Regions from separate parts of the Macaca mulatta genome. Here regions 1 and 2 are each linked to region 3. The links are chromatin contacts, called in public Hi-C maps. All regions are on one chromosome and are shown on one strand. The core of a region is the stretch at or near the end of the contact, and the rest is flanking DNA. Distances in the headings are between cores, read along the strand shown.

Evidence for each region. Hi-C and Micro-C count contacts between places; a contact is called where the count stands out from the background.
Region 1: a Hi-C map of liver shows a contact between it and region 3, with 7 times the contacts expected there. The contact joins the promoter of SLC35E2 here to the promoter of CALML6 in region 3. A contact is called at or near these places in 2 of 14 Hi-C or Micro-C datasets (fetal cortex germinal zone and liver).
Region 2: a Hi-C map of liver shows a contact between it and region 3, with 5 times the contacts expected there. The contact joins the promoter of CDK11B here to the promoter of CALML6 in region 3. A contact is called at or near these places in 4 of 14 Hi-C or Micro-C datasets (blood, fetal cortex germinal zone, fetal cortical plate and 1 more).

Annotation. Positions count from the first base shown.
Region 1 is chr1:238,963,930-238,966,629 of T2T-MMU8v2.0, forward strand. SLC35E2 (solute carrier family 35 member E2) reads left to right here and starts at 1,319. Exons shown (of 10, transcript XR_013409709.1): 1 at 1,319-1,677. All of the region lies in intron 1 of LOC144337174 (a long non-coding RNA gene), which reads right to left.
Region 2 is chr1:239,008,967-239,011,666 of T2T-MMU8v2.0, forward strand. CDK11B (cyclin dependent kinase 11B) reads left to right here and starts at 1,426. Exons shown (of 18, transcript XM_077979592.1): 1 at 1,426-1,505. It overlaps LOC144337158 (a long non-coding RNA gene), which reads right to left and starts at 1,118. Exons shown (of 2, transcript XR_013409834.1): 1 at 987-1,118.
Region 3 is chr1:238,789,708-238,792,407 of T2T-MMU8v2.0, forward strand. CALML6 (calmodulin like 6) reads right to left here and starts at 1,447. Exons shown (of 5, transcript XM_077980019.1): 1 at 274-1,447. The coding sequence starts at 726.

The DNA.
Region 1 (2,700 bases), core at 69-2,568, 170 kb after region 3:
TCCGGAGTAGCTGGGGCTACAGGCGCGCGCCACGAGGCCCGGGTAATTTTTGTCTGTATTTTTAGTACAGATGGGGGCAGTTTTACCATGTTGGCCAGGCTGGTCTCGAACTCCTGACCTCAGGCGATCCGCCTGCCTCAGCCTCTCAAAATGCCGGGATTACCGGCGTGAGCCACCTCCCCCGGCCAAAAGTAAACTTTTCTTTTTTCTTTTGAGAGGGAGTCTCGCTCTGTCGCCCAGGCTGGAGTGCAGGGGCGCGATCTCGGCTCACTGCAGCCTCCACCTCCGGGTTCAGGCGATCCTCCTTCCTCAGCCTCCAGGGCCGGGACTACAGGCGCCCCCACCGCGCCCGGCGAATTTTTGTATTTTTAGTAGAGACGAGGTTTCACCTTGTGATGCGCCCGCCTCGGCCTCCCAAAGGGTTGGGATTACAGGCCTGAGCCACCGTGCCCGGCCCAAAAGTAATCTGTAAAGAGCCCTTTAGCTGCAACTTCATTCCCGAACATTATTTGAGAAAGTAACGCTAGGAAATCGCTCCACGAAGTTCCAGAGCCAGAGTCCTCGGGGCCGCGGGCAGGTGTGTCTGCTCCGGACGCCCCCAGCAGCGCGGGCGCCAGCCTGATGCGGAGGCCCCGCCCCCGAGCGCGCCACAAGCCAATCAGCGCCCTGAGGCGAGTCCTCACCCCGCGCGGCGGCCCCGCCCCCCAGCAGCTTTCCGTCAGGCTGTGCGGAGCTCCTTCCGCCAAGAGGCGCTTTTGTGTCTTCTAAGTTAAGCGTATTCAGTGGGTTTCTTATTCCTTGAACCCAAACCTGGGGCCTCTGGGGCTTAGAGAGCGGCCTCCACAGACTGGCCGATCCCGCCCTGAAGTGCCGGCGGTGGAACAGCCCGGGCGGAACCAACGGGCTGCCGCGGGGGTGGGGGCCGCTGTTTCCCCCTCCCATGTGCCTGCAGTGGAACAGCCCGGGAGGAACCAACGGGCCGCGGGGGTGTACTGAGCTCACCGTCTTCCTCCTCCCTCTGCTTGCAGTGGAACGGCCCGGGCAGAACCAACCGCGCGGCCGCAGGGAGCACTCAGCGCGCCGTGTGTCTCCCCCCAACCCTCCCCGTGCGCCTACAGTGGAACCAACAGACGGCCGCGGGGAGTAAGCGCGCCGTGTCCCCACCGTGTGCCTGCAGTGGAACGGCCCCGGCGGGACCAACGGGCGGCCGCGGAAGGGCACTAAAAACTCCTGTTTCCATCCCCCCCATCTGCCTGCAGTGGAACGGCCCGAGCGGAACCAACGGGGAGGGGCGCTGAGCGCGCCGTGTTTTACCCCCAGTCTGCCTGGAGTAGAACGGCCCGGGCGGAACCAACGGGTAGCGGCGGGGGCGTTGTGGGCCGCGGCGCGGTTCCCCGCTCCCCGGCTCCGGGCACTGAGGGGCGGCGCCCGCGGGGCAGCGAGGAGCCCGATGCCGGGTTCTGCGCGTCATTTTCGGCCCCGCGGGCGCCCCGTGAAGCCCACCTGGGTCCGCCCGCCCTGTGACACTCCCCATAGCCGAGCTCCGAGCCCCCTCCGCGGCCTCGCATCCGGCCCCTCCAGCGCGCGCCTCTCAGGCCCCGCCCGCCGGCGTCCCTTTGTTGTGAAGGCGGCGGGGCCCAGCGCTATGCCTGCGGCGGAGACTGCATCAGGCTGTTGGTGGGTTCTGCGTGCTGGGTGCTGTGCTCGGTGCTCGGTGCTGAGTGCTGGGTGCTGGGTGCTGCGAGGTCGGTGCTGGGTGATGGGTGCTGGGTGACGGGTGCCGGTACTGATGCTGAGTGCGCGGGCGCCCGGGGTTCCCCTGCCCGGATTGGCTCCTGGGGGGTCCTTTCCTACGGCGGGCGCTGTGCGCGGAAAACGCTGGTGGCGTTTTGCGAGCTGGCTTTGTTTTCACGTTCGGGAGTCCACGGCGACCCCCACGCCCTGAAACCCGGGAACGCGGTGTGCGTGGCCACAAAAAAAAAGCGCAAAAATCTCCCGACAGCCGAGCTCCCGTTCGGTGGCTTTTTAGTTCTTTGTTTGTTTTTTAATGGAGCGTAACCTACTTTGCTCAGGAAGCCTGCACGTCACATTTTCAGGCCACACGAGCCCGTGTTTTAGGAAGGGTCGCTGAGGCAGGAGTAGGAAGGTTTTCCACGCCACTCACGCATTTTCAGTGTAGGCAAATCAGAAAACGGAGGGCAGAACGAAAATGAGCGGATCTGGGAGTCCAGGCTGCGCTTCGTCCACATCTGTAACAGATGTTTCCTGGTGAAGATGTGTAGGGCGCAGTGGGTTACCTGGGCGGGGGGGGCACAGGGCACCCTCCTCGGGGTGCCTTTGGCGTTGGGCACTTGTGTGGTCTCCAGCTTCCGGGTGTTGGAAGGGAGTGTCCCCCTGCAGCCTGAGCCTCTGCCAGATGGTTTCCTTGGGAGGAACTCCCAGGGGGAGGTCTGAGTTCCGGGGCATGGTTTGAAGATTTGGGACACGTTTTGCCTGAAATGCCCTTCTGGCTGTTTGAACCCACCTGGACTTCCTGACCAGGGGCACGGATTGTTAACCTCTGGTGCAGGGGCCTGGCTAGGAGAGGTCTGCACAGTTGGACAGGGTGCAAAGTGACGCTTTGTCATAATCCGGCGCTCAGATTCCTGTGGTGGGACGAGCAGCTCCTGTGGCTTTATCCCATTTTAAATCCAGGTTTTC
Region 2 (2,700 bases), core at 176-2,675, 220 kb after region 3:
GTCACGAGACTGAGACCATCCTGGCTAACACGGTGAAACCCCGTCTCAACTAAAACTACCAAAAATTAGCCGAGCATGGTGGAAGGCGCCTGTAGTCCCAGCTACTCAGGAGTCTAAGGCGGGAGAATGGCGTGAACCCAGGAGGCGGAGCTTGCAGTGAGCCGAGATCGTGCACCCGCTCTCCAGCCTGGGCGACAGAGCGAGACTCCGTCTCAAAAAAAAAAAAAAAAAAAGAGCTTGGGTACCCAAAGCAAGCAGCATTTTATTCTGGAATGAAAAAAATTCCAATACCCATCGCCCTTTTTGTGCCCTTGTCAATTTCTTGTCACATTTTACAGTTTCCCATTTCAGGCCCAGTAAATGCGGATGTTTATGTCTCTTTCCTGAGATTCAGATGTCTAAAGCAGTTTTCTGTGACTTTTCAAGTCAAGAGGATAACCTAACATACGGAAAGGGAATTAATTACTCGTTTTATCCTCTTCTGGAATGTTCGGAATCCATGGGTTTGGGGTGGGGCCTTGGGAGTTGGGGAAGCACCATACCCAGTGAGTTTGCACAAGCACTTTGAGGACCCACTGCCAGTGTCAGCTTTAAAATCACACTATAAAAGCCGGGGTGCGGTGGCTCACGCCTGTAATCCCAGCACTTTAGGAGGCCGAGGCAAGCAGATCACTTGAGGTCAGGAGTTCGAGACCAGCTTGGCCAATGTGGCGAAATCCCGACTCTACCAAAAATAGAAAAATTAGCCGGGCGTGGTGGCGGGCGCCTGTGGATCCAGCTACTCGGGAGAATCCCTTGAAGCCGGGAGGAGGCTGCAGTGAGCCGAGTCTACGCCACTGCACCCCAGCCTGCGTGGCACAGCGAGACTTCGACTCACAAGTAAATACATAAATAAATAAAATCACATCGTAAGAGCTCTCCCTGCCCTGTTTTTGGGTAAGGTTCAGAGTTAAACTCCGAGATAGGCCTTTACAGGACGCACAGACCTGAGGCGCCTCAGGAGGTAACTCGCAGGTAAATGGAGCGCGCTCCACCCACCCGCCACTAGGGGTCCCAGCGGTCAAGGGAATGGAATACGGGCGTCCAACGCGAAGGCACTCCGATCGCAAGGCGCGGGCTTCGCTACCGGGAAAGTCCCGGTCGGATTCCGGAAGCCGGCCACGCTTTCCGCGCAGGCGCAAACTGCTCCCAAAGTAGGAGTCGCTCCGCTCGGCGCCCCGATGCTTGCGTCATCAGCCCGCGCCGAAGTCGGAAGTGCAGCCCACGGCGCTGTTTCTTCCGGAGTCCTGGATCTGAGCAAGCGCTGTCTTATGCGTCATCATCCCGCGCAGGCACAGGAAGTGCCACACAGAGGGAACCCCTGTCGTTGTCTCGAATTCTGGGCCGGAGGCCGGCTATTGTGTCATGATTACGCGCCAATACAGGAAGTGACGATACTCCTGGCGCGCGCCGGTAGCTGTTTCTTCTCTGGCTCCGGGACCGGCGGCAGCGGCGGCGGCGTAGGGGTGAGTTCCGATTGGGCAGACCAGGTGTGGGAGCGCGGCGAGAACTGCGCACCGAGGTCTTTCTTCCGAGCAGGCCTCGGAGCGGGGCGGACCTGGGCCCGGGGGCGAGCGATACCCTGGCTTCCGCGGACAGTCTCATCCCGCACCGAACTTCGGGTGGTGGAGGCGGCGGGCCCAAACGCTCTCTGGAGCCAACGTCTGCCAGGCTGAACCTCAAGTGTGCGTGACTGCACCCAAGGAGATAGCCCACTGCCCGGGTCAGGTGGCCTTGTTCGCGAGCACATCTCGGAGCGTCTCCCCGGTCTCAAGGTGCAGCTGTCCAGTGTGCTAGTGGCTTCACGTAGTCCATGTGGTCCTTCTAGCAGATTCTGACAGTAAAAGCAGTGTTTGATGAGTGGCAGGTCATGAGTTAAGAGCCTTTAAACGGACGATCTTTAATCCGCGATCGATACTGTCACGTAGGTCGTGTTATTCTGGTTGTACAGAAGACTAAACTGAGGTGAATTACGTTACCTAAGACCATGCAAGAATGACAGAAACGAGATTTGATTTCAAGCGGTCATTTTTCAGAACGCTTTTTTGTCGCCCATGCTACAGTGCAGTGACTGTTCACAAGCGCACTTCAGCCTGGAACTCCTGGGCTCAATCGGTCCTCCTATCTCAAGCTTGCAGAGTACCTAGAACTACAGGCCCTCGGGCGCTTGCCACCTTGCCCCTGGCTTACAACTTATCCTTCTTTTTTCTTCCTTTTTTTTTTTTTTTTTTTTTTTTTTTTTTTTTTTTTTTTTTTTTTTTAGATAGGGTCTTGTGCAGTGACGGGGCCTTGGCTCACTGGAACCTCCGCCTTTCGGATTCAAGCGATTCTTCTGCCTCAGCCTCCTGAGTAGCTGGGATTACAGGCACCTGCCACCACGCCCAGCTAAGTTTTGTATTTTTAGTAGAGACAGGGGTTTCGCCGTGTTGGCCAGGCTGGTCTTGAACTCCTGACTTTGTGATCCACCTGCCTCAGCCTACAACTTTTTTTTTTTTTTTAACCAAGTCTTACTTTGTCATCCAGGCTGGAGTGCAGTGGCGCAGTCTTGGCTCACCGCAGCCTTGACCTCTCTGATTCGAGTGATCCTCCTGCTTCTGCTCCCTAAGTAACAGAATACAGGCACGCGCCACCACACTCAACTAATTTTTGTGTTTTCTGTAG
Region 3 (2,700 bases), core at 197-2,696:
GGTCTCGAACTCCTGACCTCTGGTGATCCGCCCGCCTCGGCCTCCCAAAGTGCTGGGATTACAGGCATGAGCCACCGCGCGCAGCCGTTTCTTGCTTCTTGCTTGACGTTTACGTGGCACAGCCCGTGGGAGCCTGTGCTAGTCAGCGCCTTGCGTCCTGAAGGCGGCGGCGAAAGTGGGCGGAGCCTCGGTCACCCGGCCCCGCCCCGTCAGTTGCCCCCACCCCACGGCCCGCCTTGTCGCCCGCCCCGCCCTGTCTCCGCCCCGCCCCACCTGGAAGCTCCGCCCCCGGTCGTTAGCTCCGCGCTCTCCCACCAGACGGCGCTCGCAGGCCGCGCGGAGTCTGGGCGGTCCCGGGGCCTGGGCGTCTCGGGTCACCCGGCTTGGAGTGGGAGCTCGGCCGGCCGGGGTCGCCGTCCGAGGCCGGTCGTGGGGATTTCGAGTGCTGCGAACCCGGCGCCGCCATCCGTCCTCGTTCACACCCGGCCCTGTGCGTTTCCCTTCCGGGCTCCCACAGTCGCCGGGGACGAACGGAGGCGCCGGCTGCGGCCCCGCGGGGCGCCCCGACCGCGGCTCCCGAGAGGCCCCTCGCCAGCAGCCGTCCTCGCCGCGGAGGGCCCGGCCCGGCTCCCTGCTCCACCTCGGGGCGCAGTGGCAGCCAGGTTCCGGGGCTCCTCCGTCCGCGTCCTCTTCAGCCTCGTTCGAATGTGACGGCAGCTGGGTCATGTTGTCCAAACGTACCAGGAGCCCCAGATCCTCCAGGCAGCCCGGGCCCCAGCGCGCCCGGTGGCCCAGGAGCCCCTGCACCCCCGCAGCCGCGCTGTCCCGCCTCCTTCCGGCTCCCAGAGGGAACCGCAAATGGGGACGTGCGGGCCTGGGGGCAACACCCAGGCTGAGGCGGGCAGGCCCTGGGCGCGGGTGGGCATGGATCTGGCCTTAGCAGAGCCCCAGGAGTCAGGTTGACTCAGCCGCTCACTCCCTCCACCCTCTGCAGGGATGGGCGCTTCCTCCCCATGGTCACTCCCAGAGGTCCCAGCTCAGTGCTGGACCAAGGCCTGACACCTGGTCCCCAGGGGCTGCTGGAGAGGCCGCAGGGCAGGACAGACAGACCCTTCGAAGTCTGACGGGGGCCGGGCCCGGTAGCTCACTCCTGTAATCCCAATACTTTGGGAGGCGAAGGCAGGCGGATCACTTGAGGTCAGGAGTTGAAGACCAGCCTGGCCAACATGGCGAACCCCCCACCCCCAACTCTACAAAAAAATACAAAAATTAGCCGGGTATGGTGGCACGTGCCTGTAATCCCAGTAACTTGGGAGGCTGAGGAAGGAGAATTGCTTGGGGTGATTGAGAGGCGAGGTTGCAGTGAGCCCATGTCGCACCGGCCACTGCACTCTAGCCCGAGCAACACAGGGAGACTCCATCAAAAAGAAAGAAAGAAAGAAAGAAAGAAAGTCTGATGGGCAGGCTGGGCCCACCCCCAGGGGACTGCAGGGCAGGTCTACAGGCCTGGGCAGAGCTCCAGGAGGCATGCAGCAGCACCCAGCCTGTCTCAGACGTGCGTCAGCCACGGGCTCCAGGGGCCACGTGCCTGGCCACACCTGCTGATTTCCAAAACACCCAGCACCTGCAGGCCCAGTCGCCCCAGGAGGGGCAGCACCCCTGCTAGAGGACTCCTGGTTCCACCCAAATCCCTGCTGCTTGGAGTCCTCTTCCACCCGTGGGCAGCGCCCATGCCCTCAGACCTCCCAGACCACCGCCTTGGTCTGTGCCCCCTCCAGGACCTCACTGGTCCCCACACCACACCCCACCCCTTATTGCCTCCTTCAAGCAAACCTTGCATCAGCTCCCAGGGGACACACGCTGGAGCCTCAGGACAACATTCTAGACAACAACCTCAGGCCCCAGGGGCAGTCCCAGGAGAAGGCCTTGCCTTTGGGGTGAGTCCTGCCTAGGAGTCAAGGGGCTGAGACCCTGGGGGTTCTGCATGGAGCCCTGGGCCTGAGATGCTTCTAAATGTTTGGGTGGATGGCCCTGCCCAAGGGCCACAGCTGCCCCCTCCTGCCCCAGGGCACATGCTGTGGTGCCGGCCTCCACTTCAGAAGGTGTCAAGGCTGCACTTGAGTCCCAGGCATGAGTCCCAGGGAGACTCCACTACCCTGGTGGGCTGCGCTGACATTGTACATTCTGGATTCCCCGAGGCCAAGGCCTGTTATCTCCAGGCCTTGGAGATGGGGACTAGTGGAGCCCAGGCCTGGGGGCAACACCCAGTCTGAGACCAGCAGCCCTGCCTCTCACGCCCACCCCCAGAAAGCTTTAGCCACTCCCAAGGGCTGGCCAAGCTGGCCTGGGTGGACATTGCCCATCTTCCCCACACCCAGGACAGCACTCCCAGGAGCCCCTCCTGCGGGGATATTGGCAGCCCCAGGACGGTCCTCAGCTACACATGTCCCCACTGTGTGCCCTGCTGGCCTGTGGCTCTGCAGGCCCCTGAGACACCCTCTCCATGCCTGCCTCTCCACCCAAACATTTAGAAGCATCTCAGGCTAAAAAGGTCCAAACACCAGCACATTCTCTCCCTCCTCTGACCATAACAGCCAACCCCAGCTCTGATGCCCAGTTGCTTAGATAAACACCCAGGTGTCAGCCTCGACTCCCCCACTGTCCTCGTCCCTGTACCACCAGCAAATCTGTTACTCAGGA